Linked DNA regions of Gossypium hirsutum: region 2 is linked to region 1. The links are chromatin contacts, called in public Hi-C maps. All regions are on one chromosome and are shown on one strand. The core of a region is the stretch at or near the end of the contact, and the rest is flanking DNA. Distances in the headings are between cores, read along the strand shown.

Region 1 (6,606 bases), core at 2,940-5,439:
GTTGCTCTTCATTGAGTCTAACTTTGCAGTGCATCTTTTGACTACCTTGAGTGTCTCCCTCGTACCCCCATAGGTTCCTCGAGATTTACCACTTGACTTTTCAAAGTTGATAATGTATCTCTCGATCGGTTAGCTTTCTTGGCCCTCTCACGAGTTTTCATTGGCTCAATTTGATGTCTATTACTTTCTTCATATCAATCGGTGCCTTCAAACCTTAGCTCTGATACCAACTCTCATGGGTCTCCATCTGGACATTCTGTTTGTCTCTTCCTTTCTCTCACGGTCACAATAACGCCCACCAAGTGTTTGAGTAAATGCTCTCAAAAGTATTCTATTACTTTAAAGGGGAGTTTTTTTTAACTCCATAAGTAGGTTGAGGGTTTGGCATTTGTCTTATAGGATGTAGTAAAAAAATAAAAAAATAAATTATATATAACATATATAAAAGCACGAGTTCGAATTTTTTTTAAACTAACGAGAATATCCTTTATTGTTAATTATATTACTAAATTGATATTAGAATAATAATTTATTAGTATTATTATGTGATAAAAATAAAAATAAAATTAATTATTATGATAGTATATTCATGTGAAATTAATTAGATATTAATTAATTTTTTATAGTGGAGTTTTTCTTCATTTGAACTGCACAATTGAGTATATCAATTAATTAATTATTATTGAATTAATGTTACAATTATATATCAATTAAAATTAAGATTTAACAATATAAATAACATTCAACATTTAATATTTTTCAAATAATAATGTCTAAAAAATATCTATATTATTCATGCAACTCCACAAGTATAAAATGAATTTTAAAGGTTGAAGATGAAACATTTTAGTGCCACTATCAAAATCCCTTTTAGGATGGATGATGGGTTTTGTTTTCTTAACTTTGTTTTTATATCCATATAAATGTTATATTATAATGATAGTATTTTTATTTTTTTATTTTTTTTTTATAATTTTGATTCTATACTTTGCACCATGAATTTGATGCGCATTGCAATTTAATCGAATTCGAAACTATAAGCTATTTAAGATGGATAGACGTGACTTGAAATAAAGGCCTTTGAAAGGTTATGCTAGAAATTGATTGTAATGAGGCTGCCCAATTGATAACATATAAGAAAATGGTTGTTAATATATATTCTTTTGAGCGACATATAGGGAATATGCTTCATAAACAAAGAAGTAACAATTAGACATAATCCAAGAGTTTGCAATCAAGTAATTGATTTTATGGCGAAATTGGTAAGGAATGAGCATAATGGGCTACAATTATATGATCAATTGGTTCCTAAACTATGAAGGCGGCTTCAGAATGATATTTGTAATGCTGAGTTGCTTTAGCTGATGTATAAATGAGGAGGTCTAAAGCTCCTTAGCCACATTTTCATTCCAAAAAAGAAATTAAAAAAATTAGATTTGAAAAAATTATTTAAATATTTTTTATTTTAATCATTTTTAAGAAGTTCAAAGTGTTTTTAATATTTTAATTTATTTCATATTATTTTTATAATACAATTAAATGATTAAATCTCAATTGTTATATCCTGTGTGAAAATAACTATTATAAAATTGGAAAATATATTATGATAATCTTTAAGTATATTTGATACAATTTGAATTTACTTTTTAATTAATAACATTTTATTTGGTTTTAAATAAAACAGATTAAAATATAAATTGTTAAAAATTAGTTTTTAACATAAATTGTTAAAAATTAGTTTTTAACATTAAAGTAAAAGAAATTAAATTAGGTTTTAACATTTAATTTAAAAATTAATAATTAATTTGATACTTTTTAATACCTATAAATTCATAATTAATTTTATCTATTATTATGTTAAATATGAAAATTAAATCATACTCAAATATCAATTCTCCAAATAATTTTAACTTATCAAAATTAGATTTTTAAAATATTTACATAAAATTTTAAGAGAGAATTGTTCTTTTACCTTCATCTAAACTTATAATAAGTGTTAAAGTAATTGATCTTCAATTATAAAAATAAAAATATTTCATTAAATAATAAAAATATAAACACGTGTATTCATGTACAAAGCATATGATGCCGAAAATCAATATAAATAAATGAGCCACTTGTCAGATCCTCAACCAGCTTGTGGATTTTAAAAAATTTCAAAACATTTTTTAAACTTGCTTGTGGAATAAAAAAAATACACCGCTCAAAATCATTTAAATCATTTTAATTAATTTAAATAATTTTAATTAGCTTTATAATTTAAATAATTTAAATAATTTAAATTAATTTTCTTGTCATGGCATGAATTGTGATGGACTCAAACTGAAGTGCTAAAAATCCCAAGGCATGATTGCTTTATCGTCCCCAGTTCTATATATTTATTAAATAAAGCCCCAACTGCGATACATATCGTCTAGAGTTAGAAAGGAAAATTCTGATATAACTAGTATATAAAACCTGACCACTTGTTTGCCTTTGCTATCGGCTCTTTCTATATGTTAATTCAATTCATCTTTTTAGGAAAAAAAAATGACTTGTTTCTATGTAGTCATTTTCCAACATTTTTTGCATGGTTTTATGTTAATTAATAAGAAGCTGAAAGTCAAGTCTCTATGTTTGAGAGGCAAAAGTCAATTGTAATTACTCAAAATTTCCTCTGATTTTGTGGGCTTTGGAAAGCCAAACACTATGCAGAATTCCTCAATTTTTCTTGCTTTTCGGTAATGGCAATTAAGTGAGAACTAAAGTCAAGTTTGAATTTCATTTTGAAAACCTGTAGCATGAGTGCTTGGAATCAAAATTTCTCGTACTTAAGAACTTGGTAAAAAATGTCTAGTAAGTGGGTGGCAAGTGGAGTACCATGAATTTAATGGGGGTTGAGTTCACAGAGTAAAATGTCAAACTTGGGACTCCAAATTCAGTGAAACTCCCCAAATCTAGCCCTCGGTTGGAACCCTTTTTGTCTGTTCCTTCGCCTAGGGCTTTGCTTTCCAAGCGTGTAACCTTTTTATTTATATTTTTTCTCAACAATGAGTCAAAACTGTTCCAACTCCACCTTCAAATGCCTCTTTTTACGTGCAACATTAATCCCCTTAATTACAATCATGTATGTGGAAATTAAACCCCTCTTTTGCTGAAAAACCTTACAAATCCATTTGCTTTTCTCTTTCAAGGAATCCAAATCCTCCTTTAATGCCTTTTTGTCCCCCCCCCCTTTTAAGATCTCTTTTTACAAAGCCCATTTTTGCATAGAAGAAGAATCTCAAATATATATTCAAAGCCATAAACAATTAAAAAAAAGTTACCGACTCTCTGTCCTTTGTCTTGGAAGTCATGGTCGTTGATCATTGTTGATCTCCCATAAAATTTTTCTTAAGATTATTAAAAATCCGAAAAGTAGAGTGGTAAAAACAAACAAAAAAGCAATAAAAAGTCAATGATCCATTATTTACATTAAAAAAAGCATTCCAATACATGCAAGAGGCAGCTTTCTTTATTCCTTAATGAAGGAAGGGAAAATCATGGTTTCTAAGACAACTTAATCACATGTTGATTTAAATGTTAACCTTGGGATACTGTGCAAGCATCATGAGTTTGATCTATGAAGTTTAATTCTACCGTACTAATGTTAAGAGTTCAACAAACCATCATCGCTTAAATTCTTAATACAAACAGTCCAAGGAAATTAACCTGCGTCAGGCTTCATGAGCTTGTTCTATCAAGTAAGAGACAGTTCTCTACAGTTCTAAGAATGCGCACAGTAAAGCTGAAGAATCCCTAATTGATCCATTTTGTCATTCTTTTGGAAATGGACCGATTTTTGCGTCCCAAAGGTGCAGTTGTATCCAATGATTAAGTCGATATTTTAGTTAAAGCGAAGAAGATAACAGCGGTTGTATCCATTTTATTAACGCAAATGAGCACCTGATACAAAATACTGGTATGAATCTTAACAACCAGAAACAGGGAACCGCCAAAACCATGCTTAAAACATCTCAATACAAGTGTTGTTCATCCAGAAAGATGACGATGGAGTGAAAGCGTGAGAACTCGTTGCTTGGGAACCGTGACGTGGATAGTGCCCAGGCCAGATAGGGGAAACGATGGCCTTGACAAGGCTGTGGAGGACAGCTGTGCCAACACTGATAAATATGGTTTGTTCGGCTAGGGGGTTAACACCAAGTCTGGGCCGTTGAAGGGCTTCGCTTATGAAAACAATATAATTATTGAGAGCCCGAGAAGTTAGTGGTTCAAGGGTATGAGATGGGGCCGTTCAATAACTATTACCTAAATTGCTTCTTGGTCTCTCAAAGCATCTGTGGAAACAAGGGGAAGTCGAGTGAGAGATAACCTATTTATCTAGATTTTTACTGCTCGATCTTTTTTCCTGTTACAATTGTTGTGGGTTAGTTACTAGAGATTTAATAATTCCTTCAAAGACATACTTTAAGTAAAAGAAGATAGTTGTGTGAGAGCATGTGGCCTTGGTTGAGAATTTTGAATATTTTGTGGTCTTGCTGCATAACTAAAATTTGGATGATCCCCCCATTCAAGATTGCAAGTATTTATAAGGGATCATACCTCCTCTGAGACGAACCGAGAAATCCTCCAATTGCATTAACATGCTCTCTTGAATCTTCTTGGAATGTCGGGTACATGTCAATTTGGTGACTGAAATTAGCACAAATCCACGAAGCTTTCACCTATTGTATGTTCCTTACAACAATTTTATGAAATAAGAGAGGTTAGTTCAGAAATTCCATTTTCAAGAAAAAATCTTTCTTTCCATAGGTAAGTCATTCAAAAAAACATTAGATGAGTAATTGTTCCGAAATTTCATGTTGAGGGTAACTAGCACAAAATTGTTTTAATTTCTCCCAATACTAATAAAGGGCTTCCATGTGTTTCCATTTGATGCTATAAATATCCTTAATAGAAGTAGCCCGTGAAGTAGAAAAAAACTATCTAAAAATATATCATGCCTGTTCATGTGGTTATAGATCCAAAAGGTAAATAAAATAATAAGTCCTTTGTTGTAACCACAAGCAAAAAAGTAAAGGTTCTTAGTTTGAATTGTTCTTCATATACTCTTTGAGATCTCATAGTAGAACACACAGGATGGAATTCTTTCAGGTGGATCCTTATTTTCTAGACCACAAAAAGTATAGAACAAATGAATTATTCTAAATTTTAATTCAAAAAATATCTCTAATTCAGGGTACTCGATGCAAATCAGTTGTTGATTTAGATCCAGCAGGACTAACTCTCTCATGGTTCTTTCTTAATTAGCCATCTCTTCTTTTGTTTCCGATGCATTAGATGAATCACCTGAATCAAGTGTAGTATCCAGGATGGTAGATGAAGACAATTGGTTACAATGCGGTTTAACTTTTTTCTTTAGTCTTCGAGCAGTTTTCTCGATCTTAGGTTCGTACTAGAGTTCACCTGCACGGAAAGATTGAGACATAAAAAGAAATTAAATTATCAACATCAATCCATAGCAATAATGACAAAATTTTGTGGGTATTGAAACTAACAAAAATAAATTCCTACACAATAATATAAATATTTGTATATAGCAATAAATAGGGTCAAATTCACAAAGACTATTGATAATTCTATTTATATAGTAAAAACGAGTAAAATAAAAATAAAGGGAGATTTAAATTAAGATTAAAATTGAAATTAAAATTTTCAAAAGAAATATTGCAAATAAAAATAAAAGGAATCAATGTGATGAAAATCTAGTCAAAGGCGAAATATCAATTTTGATTCATGATTTTAATGATTAATGCAAAGATAATTTCAATATTTTTTAATAAATTAGTTGTAGTTTCGAACATCGTGCCTAGAAATCAATCTCTCATTACCTTTGTGATAACTAAGAGGAAGCTCCTATAAATTATTTTGCTTATTGACAAATAACCTTATAATGAAGCATTTAAGCATTAATTTAATAATAACATTAAAAACTAGAGTGACCTATTGTGACAGCCCTAATGTGACCCTAGTCGGGAAGTGGTTTTGGGACCACAAAACCGAGTCACAAAAATAATTAACTGTCATATTTGATGCTTATTATATGTATATATGCATGTGTGAAAATTTCATATTTGAATTTTGTTAATTGTAGGTGAATTTTAGTAAAAAGGACTTATGTGAGAAAATTTAGAAATGTGCTAGGCAAATGTAAAGTGGCCTATTAATGCATGCTATAGAAATGATGGGTTTGCATGTCAAATTGCCCTAAATTTGAGCTAGTGGCCGACCATGCTATGGGTCATAGCATATTTTAAGCATGGTGTGTTAATGTTTCATGTTGGAAAGAATAAAATAAAAGAGTTAGTAATAAAATAAGGGGATGAAGGGTGATGAAAACAAAGAAAAGAAAAAAAATGTTCATCCTTTAACATCTTTGGCCGAAAATTCTAAGGAGAAAGGAAGAAGAAAGGTTGAAGAGGTTCGGCCATGCATGTAACTAGGCTAAGGTATGTTTGATGTTGCTCCATGAGATTCATGTATATTTTTAGTTGTTAGCTTGAGTTCTACCTAGCCCATGGTTTAAATCTTTGCTATGTGAGGGAGATGATACTCGGCCATGGGTGT
Region 2 (6,606 bases), core at 1,565-4,064, 540 kb after region 1:
ATTCAAGGCTTTGGATTTTCCATTTACACAAAAACCAGACTACGTGGGCAGCGATGAATATGATGCATACACACACTGCAGTCAGATTTGCCATGTGTCTGCCTCACATTTGTCACCTCACAGTTGACTAGGTAACTTGTTTATTATATACTTGAAAGATTCCAATCTCTATACTTTCTCTGTAAGTAAACATCAACATATTTATTTATTTATTTATATTGCAGAGAATAAAATAACATTTGAATGGGAAATACTTTAATGGTTTTGAATGCAAGGAGGAATTCCAGAAAGGGCTGATAAAAAAGTTATCCATTCCCTTCCTTGTTTTACAACCCAAGCAATGACCCTCATGACTTTATTAATGTTTAAGATAGTTAGTAGAAGGGGTGATTCGGATCAGCTTTGATAAAGAAAATTATGATTATTTTGGTTTCATAAATCAAACTGAATATCAATAGGTTAATGTAGGAGAGGGGGGGGGGGTGATAAATACATTGAAGCCTACCATTCAAATAGAGTCCTTTAATCAGCCTATTTTATGTCCAGACAAAAATTAAGGGATTTGGAAATGGATTTTGGGAAGGTTGGGACGGGCCATTTCTATAAAAAAAAAATAATAATTAAATGTTAAATATAAGGGTAGGTAGGGGCCATTATCATCCTCTTAATCATAATTCTCTGCTTCCACGTGGTGTCTGAAAAGCAATAATATACGGCAAGGCAAGGCCATCAAGTCATGTTCTAATTTTCTTCTACTAACTCGACTATAATAAAGTTAGTCTTTGCATACATTCATCTCTTTTTGTTTTTGGCATTGAGTAAGGATTTTGGTTAAATATAGAAGATGATTAATGAATGCAATTGAAATACTGGTTTAGAGATGTGATATTTTGTCCTTTATGCTTTGCGACTCATCTTAATCCTTCATATAATAATTCAATCATAGATAAGGAGGCATCAAATTTAAACTATTTCAAACCAAATAAAAAGTTTGATCCCAGCGTGACAAGAGTGGAGTGATGAATATGAATCAAATTATGACCCTAAAACTAAACAGAGCAAAGAATTAGAGTCCAAAACAACTTGAGGAATGTCCTGACAATCATGTCATCATCAAAGAAGCACGCGCATTTGTGCACAATTTGACACAATAAAGTTCAAGTAATGCTCTACCATTGAAACTACATTTTGACCATTTCTTCCATTCCAACCCTTAATCATTTTCATTACAACTTTATACCCTTTGCATTCAGAATGACAGGAGACACCTCACAATGTGTTATTCGTGCTAAACTTCCTTTATTTATTTATTTATTTATTTTCATCTTCCAAACCTTCTTTTTAGAAGAAATACTCTTAGGAAACTATTTTGTAAATTTCAACTTCTGTTATTATCACTTGCAATACTAAATAGTCTTCCACTCACCGCGTCACTCCACCCCCCAAACTTTGTTGCATGTTTTAAGTACAAATATTAAAAGTCATGTTCTTTTATATGAAAATTCTAGCTTTCTGGAATGGAATCTAGCTTTGATTCAAGTTTCTTTTTTCTGTTTATGTCAGCTTTGTAGACTTGCAAAATGCCAACTATATATGATAGTGATGAATGCTGTTTAAATTTCGACTGATTGTGGTGTATGAATTTATGCCAATTATAATTGTTAGCTGCAACGCCTAATGTAATTTAAGGAATACTCAATTGTTGAAATTTTTTTACCTTCATTACCGCATAAAAGATTAATGGATTTACTATATGATTACACTAACTAAAGTCATGTACTATGCATATTGAACATTAGTAGGTACATTGAATAAAATTATATATCTTTAGTGTTCAAAGTATGATTTACTGTTTCAACCTTTAATTATTGATTTTTGAAGACTTTTAACAACTCATTAGTGAAGTCTTTACATGAAAAAATTAAGCCAAGGGATTCAATCTTTCATTACAATCTAAGTTCCCTTGAATACAATATTTGTTTTTCAAAGAATTTGATGGCAAGAAGATTTCTACCGAATATACACTTTATTGGAAATATTTTAATGACTGTTTCAGTTTGAGTGGAATTAGTTATTGATATTGATTGTAATTGAACAAGCCTTTTATCTATATTTATAGATAATTTATTTAAGTAAGAAGGTGAGATTACTTTATTTGCTCAATTAGGAATTGTTAAATTTTAAGTAAAATATTTTGTGTTCACCAGTTTACATCTAAGCTTTCAAGTGGAAAGTTGTAGTATGAGATTGATTTCGCTCAAAGTATAAGAATGATGTTGCAATTTGACGAGTGAGTTGAACTTAAATCACAACTTATTTTTATTATTTATTACGTAAACAAAGTTTAGTATTCATCTCCATTTTTACTATTAATAGTTACTTTCTTCAACTGCAACTCAACGAGCTAAAAATTAGCAAACTTTCAATATGTGTAGCTGCAATACTTTCGCCATCAGAGAAATATTTAGATAAGCAGGAATAAAGTTACTACAGTTTTTTATCCATCTTCCTTTTTGGGATTGTTTTTTTCTCCTTAAATGAGACCTTGCTAGTGATGTTTATCAGAACAACCAGCAATCAAGAGGGTTATTGTCCTAATAATTGAGGATTCCTCAAAGGGAAAGCACATGTCCAAGTGGCCAGCAGAGCTTAACTGGGGCGGTTTTAAAGACTCAAAGGCAATGGTAAAAAGGCAGAGAGGAGCAGGAAAAATGGTCCTTAATTTGGTCTGACTTTAATTTCCCTGTGGAAACAACTAGAGTCGTGTCACCAACCATTCAAACCTACAGAACCAGATTCCATGGTCCACTCTTTTTAAGTGATTGGGCCCCCCACATACAAATATTAAATTAGAGATGCCCCTCTCCCTCACTATGCTCTAGGTTTTTGTACATATAGAAATTATCACCACAATTTACAAAGTTTTTATGTTATTTTTGGAGTAATGGGTGGATCATATCAGCATCCACCTAAATGCATTTATTTGCATCTATGAAACATTACTCAAGAAGATAAGATCAGAGAAGTAGAGAAAAAGAAAAATCTTGGGAGGCTGTCAAAACGGAAAAGGGCCATTCATTATAGAGGATAAGAATATTGCATTATCATGATCTATTGAATGTCAGCTTTCATCTAATCTACTCTCTTGATAAAAGTGTCCAAAATCTTGTAACATGAAATTCTCTTAGTGTAGATTTGAGCTAAAGTTCTCTTTTCCTTTTCTAGGTGAATTTAATGAGGTTTTTTTAACCCAAACAACAAACCTTTCAATAACTTCCATTCTTTTTATTTGCATGGATAGTAAAAAAGATGCCATACAATACAAATATATTATCACTGTGTCAGCAACTATGTTAGCAAACTTTAATTCCAAGTTTCAAGTTCAGTGTATTTTCATTTGGGAAACCCCTTTTGATTCATTTATAACTTTTTCTTTTAATAATTAAGGGTTGAACTGTGTAACCTAAAAAAATTTAGTTTGAAGTTTGAGGATATGGTCCTTTAGAAACCCAAAGAATGCCTCCAAACAGAGTTGGGCTTAACTGAGATCCTATAACTCATTTTTGTATGACGAGGGATATGCAGTAAAGCCCCTCTCCTGTAATTTTTGCTTTGTCTTTTTACGAAGATTGAAGTCCCAGCTAGAGCTGCTCATGGCTTGAATCACGCAAACTTGAAGACTTGATGGAACAATAAGAGAATTTGGATAAATATAAGAGGGTTTGATAAAATTTAAGTTTTGTTTTTTAAATGGGTCAAGCTTTAATTAAGATTATCTGAATATATTATATTATAAAAATTAATTATATTAATTATATATGTTAAATAATAAATTATATATATTAAATCACTGACCTAATAAAAATTATATTTCTTATCCAAAATCTAAAAAGACTTACCCAATTAAATAACTTAACCCAAAATATAATATTTTAAAAATTAAATTTAATACAATAAAACATTTATTATATTTATGTTAGTATTTTTAACATAAATATTTTTTAATATATTAGAACATATTTATTTTAATTTTTTAGTGCATTATATTTTTTAAATAAAATAATTCTAAAAATCAAATATTAACAATTCGGGTGGAATCTAAATTTACAATTTTTAACTTGAGGAAGACTTAAAAAAAAAATTAAATCCATGTTTTGGATCTAATAGACCAAACTTAAAAAGTTGATTTAAATACTATATATAATCCATACTCCCCCATAAGCAAACTCTAGTCCCGGCCCAGATGCACAGTTAAAGGGTCGATTCCTGTTATAAATTCCAAATCCACTTTTACTGTCTGACCTTGTTTTATTGAATTCCACACTTATTTGATCAAAGACTTTTGGGCCTTGGGTCACTGTTTTAAATTGGAATTTTGTATTATTTTCATAATTAAGGTCTTCTCGTTTCACTAATCCCAAACTTAATAGTTAAAAATTGCACTTTACTCCCTCATGAAAATTAATAATTCAAAGTCATTGCTGTCAATTCATTTATAGTGATATAATGTTGATCCAGAATTCATTTCTCTGTCGAATTAAGATGCTCCTCCAAAACACTAAGTACAGAATAAATTTGATTGATGTCATTGTTTCAAGTTACGCATTTGAGATTAATTAAAGTTAGACTTCATTTTTACTAAAATATACAGATTTGGAAACAAGTAGTGAACATATTTCTTTAAATATCTAAAAACTTTAGTGCTTACTTCCACAACAGACTAAAAATATATATGGTACTAATTAAATTTAATTATAGTGACTGCTACAGCATGTGTGTATTAAGTGGTCAATTTTATTATGGAGAATTTTCTGCTTTTTCTTGCCGTAAAGAATCTCAATCTTCCAGATTTTATTGGTTCCGATGAATCATCTTTAGAGAATTTAGAAAAAAAAGGTGCAGATAAAATTATTCGTTATCATCGGGATTGTGGGGTGATTAGTTCTTTCTGTCACAGACCTATTACAATTAGTGTAGAAGTGAAACTTTGGATACTGAGAGATAAACTGGTATTAATTAGAGATTATAAGATCGACAATTTTTAGATTAAAGCTGATATTACGTTATTGTTACATTTTATGAAAGCCTGTTCAAATTCTAACTTATTATTGATTGATGAGTGTAAAATAGTCCTTTGTTGTATGAATTCTAACTCTATGATGCTTGTTTTTGGTGCACGGAACAAATGCGCAGATACTTGGGTCTTTTTGGGAAGCAGCTATCAACCTCAATCTTCTCAAATTACTGTCTCTTTTAATTAATTATTTTGTGTGTTCTAAACCTTCTAGTGTATTTTTCGTTTATTGTTGGAAGACGCTCAAAGGCATGTCATTCATCGGAATTTAATCTAATAATTTAATAATAATAGTTCGTTTTCATACAAAAAAAGAAAAAACCTAGAAACTTGCTACTGATGCAAACACAAGTAAAATTTTATATTGAAAGAAAAGAAAAAGAAGCTATAAATGGCGTAATATGAGGTCTATACTTTTCTTCTTCAACACCTCTCGGGACTTTAGCTTACAATACAAAGATGATGCCATACTCACTAACTTGTCTTCAAGGACCAAGCTTCCCCTACTAACATCTATATATCCATCTCTAGAAATTTTTCTTTAAAGATTAAAAAGAAAAAGAACCCAATCAACCACCCCTGATAATTTTTTAAAAAAAATTCTTTTAACAGCAGGTACAGTTTTGCCACCTTCTGGTATTATCTGCACTGTGTAAAGTTGTTTCATTGTATTTCAAAGTGTTAAAACTTACTTGAATGTAGCCCTCAAATTCAAGATCTATTGTGGACAGGATCTGACACTCTTCGAACTCTTCTTTTGCTTGATTCATTTGGATCGGTTTTGTTGTTTACAGGTAGTGGTTTTTGCTCTGTTCTCATTTCCTTCATTTCAACAGCCTTCCTTGTCTGTTTTAAGACAAAGTGTATACCTCTCAACCCACAAACTTTATCAGCTTGAATTGCTAATAACCCAAAAAAGATAAGAAACAAAAGCACCCTTTGAGAACTGCAAACCATTTCTAATTTTAGCTCAACTTAAACAATGGAAGAAACAAAGAAGAAGAACAGGAGGAGGGTATGTTCCAAATTCCTGTAGATATATATAGGATTTTGAAAGGTGTTTAAAGCAGTAAAGCCATGGACATGGAAGGACCCAGTAGTAGCTGCTATAGGGGATTTTGAGATTCACCCTAATCATAACTCTGCCATCTAAGGAAAGTAAGGTTGTTACTGCAAGAATCTGACATGGATGAATAAAAGGGCTGGAATCATATACCCTTCACAAGCCAAGTATCTTTCTTGTTTTAGTTATTTCGTTACAGATTACAATGTATACTACATATCCATATATTTCACTTACCAATTAATTATGTTTTAATTAAATAACTAATGGGTCGGCGGGGTGGAACCATTTATCCGTGACTTTGACCGCAATTGTGGGTATTTCTGTTATTAGTCTTATGCATAACTCCAATTGCCGAAATTTATCCTTCCAAGTTTTGGTTATTCATTGCATTGAGCACCTTCTGGCATAGTCTGTCTTATCGGGCAATCGGTGTGTCAACAATAGCGAAGCGAGAAAATTTTTTCAG

What was found. A called contact is a pair of places that touch in the nucleus more often than the background predicts.
Region 2: a Hi-C map of leaf shows a contact between it and region 1, with 4 times the contacts expected there. The contact joins two enhancer-like sites. A contact is called at or near these places in 2 of 34 Hi-C or Micro-C datasets (callus and leaf).

Annotation. Positions count from the first base shown.
Region 1 is chrA03:65,517,617-65,524,222 of Gossypium_hirsutum_v2.1, forward strand. No RefSeq gene overlaps it. Among protein-coding and RNA genes, the nearest start is that of LOC107888167, 47 kb to the left of the region's middle. Within about 2 kb of position 4,190, at least 2 of the 9 cell types and tissues checked have an H3K27ac peak or open chromatin away from gene starts, as enhancers often do.
Region 2 is chrA03:66,056,542-66,063,147 of Gossypium_hirsutum_v2.1, forward strand. No RefSeq gene overlaps it. Among protein-coding and RNA genes, the nearest start is that of LOC107887425, 3.4 kb to the left of the region's middle. Within about 2 kb of position 2,815, at least 3 of the 9 cell types and tissues checked have an H3K27ac peak or open chromatin away from gene starts, as enhancers often do.